Regions from separate parts of the Macaca mulatta genome. Here regions 1 and 2 are each linked to region 3. A link is a contact called in public Hi-C data. All regions are on one chromosome and are shown on one strand. Each heading gives the region's core, a stretch centred on a gene start, on an enhancer-like site or on the middle of the called end of the contact. The rest is flanking DNA. Distances are from core to core; before and after follow the strand shown. Region 1 overlaps KAT6B (lysine acetyltransferase 6B). Region 2 overlaps ADK (adenosine kinase). Region 3 holds the start of KAT6B (lysine acetyltransferase 6B).

Region 1 (4,396 bases), core at 1,567-4,066, 190 kb before region 3:
TGAGCCACTGTGCCTGGCCTCTATTTTCTCTAGGCTTTTCACAACATAATTACAATATAGCTTATTTAAAGAATAATTTTTGGTAAGAACATTTTACTTATTGAGTAATCATAGAGATGTGGTGGTTTAAGTTACAGCTCTTAAATTTAACTTACCAAAAGGATTCCAAATAATTGATCTAAGATGCAGGGAAATAAAAAGCACTTATCTTGGCCAGGTGCGGTGGCTCACGCCTGTAATCCCAGCACTTTGGGAGGCTGAGGTGGGCAGATCACCTGAGGTCAGGAGTTCGAGACCAGCCTGACCAACATGGAGAAACCCTGTCTCTACTAAAAACACAAAATTAGCCGGGCATGGTGGCGCATGCCTGTAATCCCAGCTACTCAGGAGGCTGAGGCAGGTGAATCACTTGAACCCGGGAGGCGGAGGTTGCAGTGAGCCGAGATCACGCCATTGCACTCCAGCCTGGGCAACAAGAGTGAAACTCCGTCTCAAAAAAAAAAAAAAGGCACTTATCTTGGAAGCTGGTGTATTATCCTGAAGCATCTGAAACAAGTACAATATACCCCTGACGAACAGATTCCCATGGTGCTTTAACACTTCTCCTTAACTCGGGATACTTTCAATCAGAAAACCTCAGCTCTCCCTGGAGAAACCTGGCTGTTTCAGATGGAAAACAAAGTGATGTTTGGAGGACAAATCCCAGTAGCTGCAGTATAATTAATCGCTGGTGAAATTATTCCCTTGAACTTGTCTGTGAGCCAGAGGTGCTGGTGAACAGCACCTACACTGTGAGTGGGAGCCTTGTAATTGAAAACGGGGTAGCCCATAAACCCCTCATCCACATCAACTATCTTGATCATAGCAAAAGCTGGCTTCCTCTTTTGCTTTACTGGAATTACTTATCCTGGGGAAAGTGACATCTGAGTTGCAGTATACAGGCCACATAATCAATTCAAAAGATTATCAAGATGTCTGCTTAAAGGGAAAGGAAGAACAGTGCAACTTCTGTCTATAAAAAGTAAGCATTTCTAAGCTGTACTGCATGGAACCCAAGTGTGCCTCACCTCTGTTAAGGCTGAACTACTTGTAGTAAGACAATCAAATCTCATGTTAACTAGCCCTGATTCCCTGGAGTTTGAAACAGTTAACTTTCCCCCAGGGGGAGAAAATCAAAGTGGTAGAGAGTTACCTCATGTAGACGGATCTATTAGGATAAGGAAGGAACTATCTAGACAAGGTCAAGATTTGTTTTTGCAGACCCAAATACCCAAATTAAATTTAATTCCCAGCATAATAACTGTAATGTTAACGTTCACTGAAAATGAAAATTCCTTCCCTTTAAACTAGTGGTATTCAAGGGTGTAAATGGACCATAGTAGAATCGTGTTCTCAGGGAAGGGCATGGATAGGGACAGGGATCTCCCCTGACAGGGGCAGACACCCTCACCCCTGCACACCTCCATCTTCCACTACCTGGGACCAAACCATATGAACCTCCTCAAACACCAAAGTGTAAACTTTGGCAACCTACTCACTCCCAACTTCCATCTGTCTGGATTATGTGAGTTTGGGGTCACCAGCTGCTTTTAGGGGATGATAATCTTTGAGGATTACACACTTTTCATCAGACACCTGTTTAGTTCAGCAAATCCTGCTGAAAGGTCTGTATCAGTCGACAGCACTGGGTTTGCAAGCCTGGGAACAGACACCAGGCCAGGGATTTATGGCAGCTTTTGAGCACAGGAAATCTGATGACTCTAACCAAGTTATCTCATGCTTGGAGATGGCAATTCACTGGTCTGTACGCTCATCTGTTCCTGGTTTCTGGTGCAGAGCAGCACTGTGACCAAGTGGATGAATGGCATGTTATCAGTTTAAATAATGATAAATGAACCTGACAGCCTATTTATATCTCCTCGTTTAAATTTTGTGGTGATTTTGCAATTAGTGCAGAGGAAGCTGAACCTTAGTCCTCACAGCATTTTAAGAGAACAGCCGTGCTCTAAATGACCTGTGACCTGCCTGATATCTTACTGCTTTCCACTTATTAAAAGATACAGGTGCCTTCTTGGCAAAGATGGAAATTTTGAATTTTTCAGATATTTTACATTTTAAGAGATTGGTGTTGAAACTGTGGAAGTTTAAGAACTCTCTCCTGGCCGGGCGCGGTGGCTCAAGCCTGTAATCCCAGCACTTTGGGAGGCCGAGACGGGCGGATCACGAGGTCAGGAGATCGAGACCATCCTGGCGAATATGGTGAAACCCCGTCTCTACTAAAAAACACAAAAAACTAGCCGGGCGAGGTGGCAGGCGCCTGTAGTCCCAGCTACTCGGGAGGCTGAGGCAGGAGAATGGCGTAAACCCGGGAGGCGGAGCTTGCAGTGAGCTGAGATCCGGCCACTGCACTCCAGCCTGGGCGACAGAGCCAGACTCCATCTCAAAAAAAAAAAAAAAAAAAAAAAGAACTCTCTCCTGTAAGTCCTATGGGCATGACGTCATTATATAAGAACTTGAATAAATGCTGCTTATCAAGATCTCAGTGTGGAGACCTGTGGCATCAACATCACCTGACAACTTGCTAGAACTTTAAATTCTCAGAACCTATCTCAGACCTGCTGAATCAGAATCTTTGGTGGGGAGAGGCAGAGCCCAGCATCTGTGCTTTCAGAAATCCCCCAAGTGATTCTGATGTACCCAAGTTTGAAAACCACTGCTAGAAACCTGCTCTGAAGCTGCTGGCTTTGATGAGGGTGTGGCCACTGAAGAGAGTATGTATGACTGAAGAGTCTCAAATAGGTGAGACCTCACTCAGCTCCTTGGATGGCAGATAACTGGAGAATGGACTCGCCAAAGCCCCACCAAACTGAAATTTGGCTAGAGGTCACTGAGTTGCCAAATCGCTTTGTGCAGACGTTCTATGCCTCTGCTTAACAGCACGGACTCCGGTTCAGTAGGTCTGGGGTGCGGCTTGAGATTCTGCACGTCTAACAACTTCCTGTGGCATGGACCACACTTGAATAGCAATGGTTTATACTTTAAATCGGTGGTTTTCAAACGCTTTGGTCTCAGGACTCAAAGAGCTTTTGCTTATAAGGGCTCTATCTATTGATTTTACTGAGAAATTTGATAAATATTAATTTAGTTAAAAGATAACAATAAACCTATTATGTAACATTTTTTAAATGAAAAAATACCCTACACTTTCTAAAATATAAATAAAATTTATAGTGAATAAGAGTGGCATTATTTCACGTTTTGCAAATTTCTTTAACTTCTGGCTTAAGAGAAGCCAGTCAGATTCTCTCTTTCTCCCTTTTTCTCTATTTTGTTCTTTCTTTTTCTTTTTCAAGAAGACAGGGTCTCCCCATGTTGCCCAGGCTGGTCTCAAACTCCCAGGCTCAAGCGATCCTCCCACCTCAGTCTCCCAAAGTGCTGGGATTACAGGCGTGAGCCACCACACCCGGCTTGCTAGATTTCATAGATTGCTTTGGTATTGAATCTGTTGTGATACCACAGGTCATGACATTCTGGAAAACTCTTCTGTATACTCATGAAAAAATGAAAGGAAAAAGGAAAAAGAGTATCCTAGTACTACTAGGAAAATAGTTATGACGTTGTAGACTCACTGAACCATACTTTGAGACCATGTACATTAAACAAAGATGAGAATTTTTTGAAGTTGGGCAACAGGGCACTGGTATTTAAAAACAATATGTCATATATTGCATACAACATGACAGATCGTGAAAGGCTCTATGGGTGGGTGAACAGCATGGGCTCTGGAGCCAGACTGCCCAGAATGGAATCTGGGGTCCACCATGTACCAGCTGTGTGACCTGGGGGATTTTATTTAACCTCTCTGTGCTTCAGATCTCTCATCCATATGATGTGAATAATAATTGTACCTAACTCTTACAGTTCTGGTAAGGATTGAGTTAATATGAAGCATGCAGAACAGTGCTTGACACATTACAGTAATCCTAATAAGTGTTAGCTATGATTATTATTCAACATATTGAATGAATCAACTCTCAAGGTGATCATTTGGGTAACTAAATATCCTTAAGGTAGGGGAAATAAATAAAATTTGGACAGAAGGAAAGCAACAGAGACAGACTGCTCTATAGAATCAGATTGAGAAAAGCTAACTTTCTTTTCCTACTTTTGTCTGAGGAACCTGAAAACCATTCCATGGACTCAGACAGAAGCTCTCCTCTCATCCCACCCTTCCTTCCTCTCCCCTCCCCCCAGCTAACCACCCAGATACAAATTGAATTAAAGAAAGAGGCCACGAAAAAAAATTCTGCCTCAGGAGTGGTCTTAAGAAATGGCAACAAAGTTCCCAGCAAACACAGTTCTGTGTCCCCAAATTCCCTTTGGCCCCTTAGTCCTT
Region 2 (4,670 bases), core at 1,620-4,119, 250 kb after region 3:
GCTAGATTTAAAAACACACTCCAGTCTGAACTGATTTTCTAGAATAATAAAAGGCCTTATAAAACTTTTTACCCCAAGAATTGTCATTTTAAATTCTTAGCAGGTCTGTCATTTAAATCAGGCACTATGCAATTTTCCATCACCTATATATATATATATATAAAATCCTCTCTCTTCTGCTTTGTGTTCTGCCCAGCTCCAGTTTTTATCTCATTCTCTAGTGCCCTCCTAAGCTGCTGCTTCTAACTGAAAATTACCCACTTCAGTTTAAAGATTTTTTTAAAAATAAAGATTATTTAAAATTTGCAGAGAAGCTAACCAGAATAATAATAAATAAATAAAAAAAAACAATGCCAGTGAGAATATTTCCTGATGAATAAACACTGGTTATTTTAAGATGCGCTTGGATTGGTCTGTCAGCAGCCAGATCACTAGTGGCAATACTCAGTGGCTTTTGGAACTGATTGGGATTTATAGTAGAAAATGAGGGTAGGACAACGGCACTGATGGAAGGAAAAAACACTCACCTTTCCTTTCTTTTAATCTTTTCACTTCTTTCTTCTCATTCATGCTCCAAATTTAGAGTCAAAATTAAAGTTAGGAGGGATAAACTGTAGATTTTTGTCTAGTTTGTCATACTAGCCAAGAGTATTAATGCATTTTCACACAGAAAACTATTAAGATAAAGTGATTTACTTTTGTTTTATTCCTTAAGAATACCACGTTTCAAACCTATGCTTTCCCATTTCTGTCTAATGGCCTGGGAAACTTTAGTGACATTATAAAATCATTGAATTTCTCTAGATAGTGTTCCATACATGGATTACATTTGATTAAAAATACCTATTTGAGGGTACCCTGCTCATGGTTCAAATATATTCTGCAATGCTTGTGATGGTTTTGGGAATCTATGAAGAGACACATCAAGACACTATGTGCTTTATTTAATCTAACATATCACTGTCAATATCACTGACAGAGCAGTTTTGCTATGTCAGGAGGTAATAAGGTATGTGATTATAATCATTATCATTTTGCTTATATGCTGTAATCAATTATGGCAGATTTATGGCAAAAACAATTCTAGAATCAGTAAGTAAGAACTAATGGAAAGGTTAATACAGTGCTAGTTAGTAGAAAATAGAAAAAGTAGTTTGTTTCTATGACTGAATGTAAACCAGGCATATGAAAAGCAAGTAGCTCAAGGGGGAAATAAAAGTATTAATCAGGCTTAATAAACTATTTTTTAAAAACTGCTATGTAGACACTACAGGATCATGATTATTTGTTACACAAGTTATATTTCTAAGTATCTACAAAATTGGTTATTTTATAGAACCAAAAATACATTTTTTATGGTAATACAGTAAACTGACAGGATACAAATGTATATTCTGAAAGTTTTTTCTATGGGGAATTCTGATGTATCAACATATAATATAATTTTTTAAATATTAAAACTTAAAATAAATAAAACTTTAAAAAACTCCTGAAAAGTTTTATTTATATTCTTATGATCAAAACATTTGACTTTTTAATTGAATATTCCCGTGATTACATTTTGTTCTACATATAATTACCATTTTGGGAAATTAAAACGTGAAACTTAAATTAGAAAAAAACCCACCACTTGGAAATCCTTTTTCTGTATGTGACTTAACCCTAGATTTACTATAATATGGTAAAGCACAAAAGAGCAAACTTGTAAGAAACTATCGCAGTTCCTAATAATTGAATACTGAGAAGCAAAGTTTTCCTATTCTGGAGTAGTTCTTTTATAGGGTCTTTCAAATGGAGTGTCTGTATCACATGTTCCTTGCCTTCCTCTATGAAGGGGAAGCTCTATGTCTGGTTTGTCAAGTCTGATGACATGAATAACATGCACATGTATTACTTTGTTGCTTGATAATCTGCCTTTACTACATTTAAACAAGAGTTTCACAAACTCACATAATATCTTTCTCTAGAGTTCAAAGTGAGCTTACTAGTCCTTACCAATACTATCCAATCACCACTCACCTCTTCCCTACTTGATAGACAATACTGAATAAGCAAATAAAAAGAAAGTTCCTACATTTCGGCTGTGGTTAGATTAAATTTTTAAAAATTACTACCCTGAAACATTTTAAGTTGCTGTAAGAACACAGCATTCTACATAGTTCACTCAATAAATATCATACTCATAAAAGACTCCAACTTAGTTAATTCTCTGTCAGTTAACCTGGGTTCATATTAGTCAGTGTTTTCTAACAATCAGTTGGAAGAGGGGTATTATACAGATAAAAAACATGGTTATCTCAATTTTGCCAACAACGACCACATGGAGTTTTGAATCTTGACAGGATAATACTTGTATCAGGAAAACAGAATTAGGACCTAGACATTAAATCCAATTATTGATATTTTATTTCAGAAAATGTGTGTATATTTTATGCTACCTCCCTCTCCCCAGAAAAAAAGAGGGAGAGAGAAGAAAAGATAGGTTCAAACAGTAAGTTTATAAAAGCAGGATTTAAATTAATCAGTTCCTAACAACTGTTAAGTACAACCTTTTAGAAATTAATTTGCATAATGATAATCTACATGTGATGGGGCTGAAATTATTTAAATGACATTATATTTCATTATTTGGTCTTGTTCCACCACTGCTTTAGCAGTGAATCCTTATGAAATGTAATGCAGCTAATGAGGTAGCTTTTTAACTGAACAAACTGACAGGCCCCGTATCTGCAGAGGCAGCTTGAAACCGTGCCCAACCTCTTGGCTTCCCAAGAGGCTTTTCAAAATTCAATAAATAACATCTGTAGGCGATGTTGGGTGCAGACCTAGCAGAGTGCGTCATAACACTGTGCTGGCAGAACAAAGAAACCATGACGACTGCCAAGTTTCCATGGCAACTGCTGCGAGGCTCTGAGAGTATAATAGCACATCAATCACTGTCCAAAAGAACTTCATTATCAGCTAGAAAAAACCTTTAGGATCTGTTTAGTGTGCAATTGTGGGTTAACTCACCTCAAAGCCTTGCTCTCTAGCAAAAGTGGCAGCTTCCTGAAATAAAAAAAAAAAGAACAGTTAATTATAAAGTGCTCGGTAATGAAGAAATAATCCATTTTTTGAAACTCATTCAGTCTTCTTTTTTATACAATTATCTCAATATACCCACATAGTTCAATTTTTATTCTTACAGCAATAAAGATTTCTTTTTTCCCTTGGAATAATAATAATAATAAAAAGGCAGCCTAATGTCAACACACTTCACAAGTTGGAATAAAGAAGATGTAGTACATGTTTTTACTGTAGCTGCCACAGTGAGTTCAGGTGTTCTGACCTCAGCAAAGAAAGACAATCCAAGGAATACGCTGGTGGTTGTGTTTTTAATTAAAACAATACCTCTCAAAAAGCTCTTATGTAGAGAAGAATGCCTGCTAATAAATGTATAAATTCAGAAAAATCATCTTTTTGCAATCCTCATAATGAAACTTACGCAGGCAAGGATCCTCAGTAGATGTTAAATTCATTGGGTAAAAAGGATGATAGAAAACTGGGTATTTCCATGGAATCAAAGTATCTCAGATTTTATGCTGGTCACGGGAGCAAAGCATAACTTTATAATGGAAGGATCAAGCTGTCATCACTTTAACCCAGTGATCGATGCTATCACTTATCATCACTAATAGTGGGATCACCAAATATTCTTTGCCTTCTGTTATGATGCGGTGTGAAGTTCACAGCATCACCTATAAAGTATTCTGACTTAAATACTTAAACATGAATTAATCAAAACCTTAGTCCAGTAACTTGCAGCCTATAAGAAATACAGAGGATAGGGGAACAAGTTAAAGTATATACAGAAAAAGCAATTGAAAAAATTTCTAGGGTAGGATATTCTGCAGGACAACTAGCTTAATGTTTTTAACAAGTCAATGTAATGATAAAGGAGAAAAGGGAAAATGACCAAGAACAATGTATAAACCTTAATTGGTTTATACAAACTAGCTACAAATGATATTTTTGGGACAAGGGGAGAAATCTGAATCTGAAATGGAAATTAGATAATATTAGGAATTATCAGGTTGATTTTAAAAGTCCTTAATTCTTAAGATGAATCCTGAGGTATTTAGGAATGAAATGTCATGATATATGTAATTTATTTTAGAATACTGCAGACAAAAATTAAAGTGAAGCAAAAGTGACAAAATGTTAACAAGTGTTAAATCTAGGTGTATGTGCTATGTAGGGGTTCAATGTCTCCTTTTTTGTTAGAATTTTTTTATAATAAACAGTCCAAAAATCCTCTTTAATATAAGATGACAGGGTAACAATAGTTGAGCATTAAAAATTCATATGGTTAAAAAATTTTAGTACACGAAGTTCTTCTAGATTTTAAATATCTCAAGGACACCATCTGATGATTATTATATACCCTAAGGCTCTTATAACAGGTTACTGAATGACAAAAATACATATGTGTAATGAAATCCTTTCCTTTTCTTTACTCTTTGTGCATATACTTTAATTTTGGGACTGATAGAAAGGGAGGCAATATTACTTTTCAACTCTACTTCCCTCTTGAAAAAAAAAAAAACTGCAGACAACTGTCAAGAGTCTCTACATCTTAACTTACATTCTTCCAAAATTATCTTTGCCAAGAGATATTAATAGAAGGATGG
Region 3 (4,491 bases), core at 873-3,372:
TTAAGTTTGCTCTGCTGTCTTAGCATCATCTTTCAGAAACTCTCCCAAGCATAACCATCCCATCCTTCCACATTTTTAAAAACACTTCATACTCCAAAGCTAGCAAACCTCCTTATTTCAACATGCCGATCCACCCAAATACCTTTCCCATCATTGCAATCGCACCTGCTCCTCACATGCGCCTCAATGCCTCCCCAAACCCAACACTCTCCACCGCTTCAACTCTGCTCCAATCCACCACACCCAAACCCACCTACTCTGCGCCCAGACAACTGCAATCTCGCCTTCGGCATCATCTCACCTGCCCTCACACACCCCTCGGTCCGCCTTCCACTTCTCTCAAATTGCATCCCTCCCTAACTCTCCCTCAGCACCTGTTCTACACCTCCAGCTTCCCCTCCCACCCAACCCTCACTAGTCTTCCTCACACCCTCGCTGGCCCCCACCGCTCCTACCAGTTCACTCCCACTCAGAAATTCCCTCGCAGCCCCCGCCTTCCGACTCCCCGAACCCCGCCCCCACCCGATCCCGCCCCGCCCCCTCCGCCCTCGAGCCCCGCCCCTTGCCCTAGAGGCCCTGCCGAGGGGCGGGGCCTGTCCCTCCTCCCCTTTCCCCCGCCCCCTACCGTCACGCTCAGGGGCAGCCTGACCCCGAGCGGCCCCGCGGTGACCCTCGCGCAGAGGCCTGTGGGAGGGGCGTCGCAAGCCCCTGAATCCCCCCGTCTGTTTCCCCCTCCCGCCCAGTCTCCTCCCCCTGGGAACGCGCGGGGTGGGTGACAGACCTGGCTGCGCGCCACCGCCACCGCGCCTGCCGGGGGCGCTGCCGCTGCCTGAGAAAGAAGCCGCGGCTGCCGCCTGGAGGAGGTGCCGTCGCCTCCGCCACCGCTGCCGCCGCCGCCAGGGGTAGGAGCTAAGCCGCCGCCATTTTGTGTCCCCCTGTTGTTGTCGTTGACATGAATCCGACATGACACTGATTACAGCCCAATGGAGTCTCATTAAACCCGAGCTGCGGCCCCGCCCCGCCGCTGCTCCATTGGAGGAGACCAAAGACACTTAAGGCCACCCGTTGGCCTACGGGTCTGTCCGTCATCCACTCACTAACCACTCTGCAGCCCATTGGGGCAGGTTCCTGCCGGTCATCTCGCTTCCACATAGACACACCCCTCGACCCATCACCCTCCCCCCGGCACCACCCCGGGGGAGGGTCCACTGCCAGTACCAATCAACAGACCGCTGGGTCCGCCTCTTCCGGGCACCTATTGGTCCAGCCTTTTTTCTCTCTCCTAGATACCGCGCCACCTCTACTTCCACCTACCCGCCCCCTCCACCTCTAGGAAAAGATTGGGTCTACTCGCAGCAGGGGAGCTTGGCCTTATTGGCTGCAGACGACGCCAATCAGGAGGCCTTTTCCCTCTCCCCTCCCCCACTCAACCCCAAACCCCCTAGCCCGCAGCTAAAGTTTGTGTGAGAGCTGATCGCTGGCGGCGGCCGCAGGATTTAGGGGTGGGCGCGGGCGGGCGCGCGCGGGCGGGCACGCGAAGTTAAAATTCGAGGTTCTCAGTCGCCAGCTTCTTTGCTGGAGTGCGCGGACGGGCGCGCCGCCCGGAGCGTTCCATCCCGCCCCCTCCTCCACCCTCTCTCCCGTCCCGTCCCGGGCGACTACTCGCCCGCCCCCTGGCTCGCATCCTTCCCCCCCCAACACACCCCTACCCTGCCAGCCCCAGGCCGGGTGCAGGCAGAACGATGTCGCTGCAGCCTCCTCGCCATCCCATGCCGCGGGGGAGCAAGCCCCTACCCACCGGGCGTGCACCCCCCGGCTCCACACTCGCCCGTGTCTGCAAGCACGTGCACCGTTCGCCGCTGCCTCCGGCCACCCCGGTCCCCGGCTAACCTCGCCTGCAGCCCGGCCAATCGCTCGCTGCCCTTTGTTGCTGCAGCCTGGGTCTCCCTGCTGCCTTCCTCAGCCTCCGCCTCGTCCTTTGCCAGCCGCCCGGGTCCGCAGCGCCGCGCTCCCCCCGCCCGGGACCCACCGCCGCCGCCTCCTTCTCCTCCTCCGCCTCCTCCTCCTCGGCTCCGGGCTGCAGCGCACAGAGCCCGAGGCAGCGCCGCCCAGCCCCGCTCCCCCCGCGCCGCCCGCCAGCCCGCCCGGCCTGGCCGGGGGCGCAGCCCGGACCCCGCCCGCCCCAGTCTCCGCCCCGGGGGTACCTGCCTCCGCCCCGGGGGGCTCCTCTCGCCGCCCTCGGGGGTGGGCGGGGACGCTGGTGTCCGCGGGAGGATGGGGACGCCTGGGCCGTTTGGGGCGGGGAGTGTGCCCGCCGGGGCTGGGACTGAGGTGCGGTCCTCGCCAACGCGCCCCCCCTCCCGTCGCTATGGGCCCCAAACTTCGTCCTTTGCCCAGGCTTTGCGCCCTCGGGCGATCGCGGCAGTTTTGGGGTGGGGGACGCCTGAAGAGCTGTGTCTACCCTGATCGGGAGGAAGAGGGAGCAGTGACATTCAGCGACTGCGGACAGGGCACGGCGGCGGCATCCTTGGGTGGGAGTGGGGATGTCAGATGCGGGCTGGAGGGGGAAGCTGCCCCCCAGGATGCCCTCTCCCTGCCTGCGAGTAGCTGACGAGCTCAGCCGCGTTCTGGGTGCTTTCTTGGGCGGTGCAGACGGATGGCAGAGGGGCTGAGGCGGGAGGGGGGCGGGGAAGACCGCTGGGGGGCCCTTCCCCCCTCTCTTTTAGTCAGCGCTCTAAGGAAGGCTGATGGCGAAGTTCGGTTTTCCAGGCTTCCCCTGGGCCCCCCGAGTTCCTGAGGCCCACTTGAGGGAGACTGGGGGCTTCTCTGGCCGCCCAGGCGAGGCCACTCTGACGCTGCCCACATGCCTCCCAGAGCTCTCTGGACTCTGAAGAGAGCGCCCCTGATTCTTTCCGGAGGTGAATGGGATGCTGGCAAGGGAGACTTAAGAAAATAGGAAAGGTGGGCTGAGCAATGGCTCCTAGAGAGTTTGAGCACGAAGTTTCCCTCCCAGGCGCCATTTCTTTGAGAGGGGGAGGAGAACTATGGCTTTGCAAAAGAACCAAGTTTCAGGCATGGTGGCCTGGGTGGAAAACCACCTGTTGCCTGAAGTCTGTCCCTGGAGTCAGGGCCATCTTGGGCCCGGGCATGGCGATGCAGGGTGCCAGGGAGGGGAGGCCCCAGGCTTCCTGCCCTGGTTGACTCCTGCAGCCTCACGCCACTGACACTGCAGTGGCATCTTCACCTCCCCATTAGAAACCACTGTACAACTAGGTGGGTACTTTGTTAGGACAACTTATCTTCGTCCTTATCTCAGACAAAACAAGCAGCACACGCAGCCCTGTCTTCAAATGCAGACCACAACACACACTTCATTTTTTAAAAATGGTCTGCTGCTTTGGGGTGTGAGCTCCCTCTCCTGTGCTTCTTGGCAGCAAGGTGAGAAAGGAACTTAGACAAAGGGCACAGAGTTGGATGAAAGGATAGAGAAAGGGCGAGGGGGAGCAGAAGAGTTGTAATACTACACTGCAAACTGTCACTGGTTCCATTATAAACCGTTTTTATAGGTGTTTTATTACTTGGTTGTTAGTTTTTAAAACACAAACCTCTTTAGATTAAATCTTGGCATTCACAGGCTCAGCCCAGGGAAACAAAACACAGAAAACTCCGGCCATCCGCTTGGCTACTTTTGAGTTACATTACTGATAAAACAAACAGCAGGTTGGGTTTCCTCAGACTCTGTCCCAGCCTCTTTTATTTAGTATCTTCAGTAGCTTGCTCAAGGTGAATTTTTAAAGACCATTAGTTAGTTCGTAATTCAGTCTAGTTCATTTAGGTGTTTCGAAGAGAAGGACACTTAGAAGATGTGCTTTTTTATAATGCAGGTGCTGGGATTTTTATTCTCCAAGAAGTTACTAAATAAACTTAAGAATCCTGGCCCACTCTTTATTTAGGCTTTCTGTTCTTTTTTCTTTTTTTTTCCTTATGATCTGCCCAGATGCACTTTATTTTGTAAATTACATTTGTGACCCTCAGACTGCATTTTATCTCAAGCAATAAAAATAAACCATGCCTTAATTAAAAACAAGTTTGAAAACCCCAAATCTGTACACTCAAACTAAAGTACGTTAAAAGAAGCAGCTAAAGACAATAAAAGCCAAAAAGTTCACGTTTAAGATGCCTTCAGCCAATGAATTGTGGGTGATTTGTGAGCACCCAACACTCATTATCACTAATGTATTATTCTACAAGGATCTCCAGTGCATCAAGAAGTGAAGAGACACCTCAGAGAGAAATGAGTTATGTTTGCCTAAACTTGTGCTCTTGTAACCCCAGGAGCTCAGGAATACAGAAAGGAGAAATGTCTTCATTCAACATCTTGATATGTTTCTTGAGATTCAGTTACTAGCAAGTATAGTTCTGTAACGGGGGTGTGGCAAGGAATTCGTAGCTTTCCCATTGATACTCCCTTCTAGAGTTACTTGTCCTTTG

What was found. A called contact is a pair of places that touch in the nucleus more often than the background predicts.
Region 1: a contact with region 3 is called in a Hi-C map of CD4 T cells, with 4 times the contacts expected there. The contact joins the enhancer-like site here to the promoter of KAT6B in region 3. A contact is called at or near these places in 5 of 14 Hi-C or Micro-C datasets (CD4 T cells, blood, fetal cortex germinal zone and 2 more).
Region 2: a contact with region 3 is called in a Hi-C map of fetal cortex germinal zone, with 2.3 times the contacts expected there. The contact joins the enhancer-like site here to the promoter of KAT6B in region 3. A contact is called at or near these places in 2 of 14 Hi-C or Micro-C datasets (fetal cortex germinal zone and fetal cortical plate).

Annotation. Positions count from the first base shown.
Region 1 is chr9:74,598,050-74,602,445 of T2T-MMU8v2.0, forward strand. The region is part of intron 12 of KAT6B (lysine acetyltransferase 6B); the gene reads right to left. Among named protein-coding and RNA genes, the nearest start is that of DUSP29, 59 kb to the left of the region's middle. Within about 2 kb of position 2,817, at least 6 of the 40 cell types and tissues checked have an H3K27ac peak or open chromatin away from gene starts, as enhancers often do. A contact at or near this core is called in CD4 T cells and blood, where this site is marked.
Region 2 is chr9:75,030,167-75,034,836 of T2T-MMU8v2.0, forward strand. ADK (adenosine kinase) reads right to left here. Exons shown (of 11, transcript NM_001266651.2): 8 at 3,013-3,048. Among named protein-coding and RNA genes, the nearest start is that of KAT6B, 250 kb to the left of the region's middle. Within about 2 kb of position 2,870, at least 23 of the 40 cell types and tissues checked have an H3K27ac peak or open chromatin away from gene starts, as enhancers often do. A contact at or near this core is called in fetal cortex germinal zone and fetal cortical plate, where this site is marked.
Region 3 is chr9:74,783,880-74,788,370 of T2T-MMU8v2.0, forward strand. It overlaps KAT6B (lysine acetyltransferase 6B), which reads right to left and starts at 2,123. Exons shown (of 17, transcript XM_077946539.1): 1 at 1,891-2,123.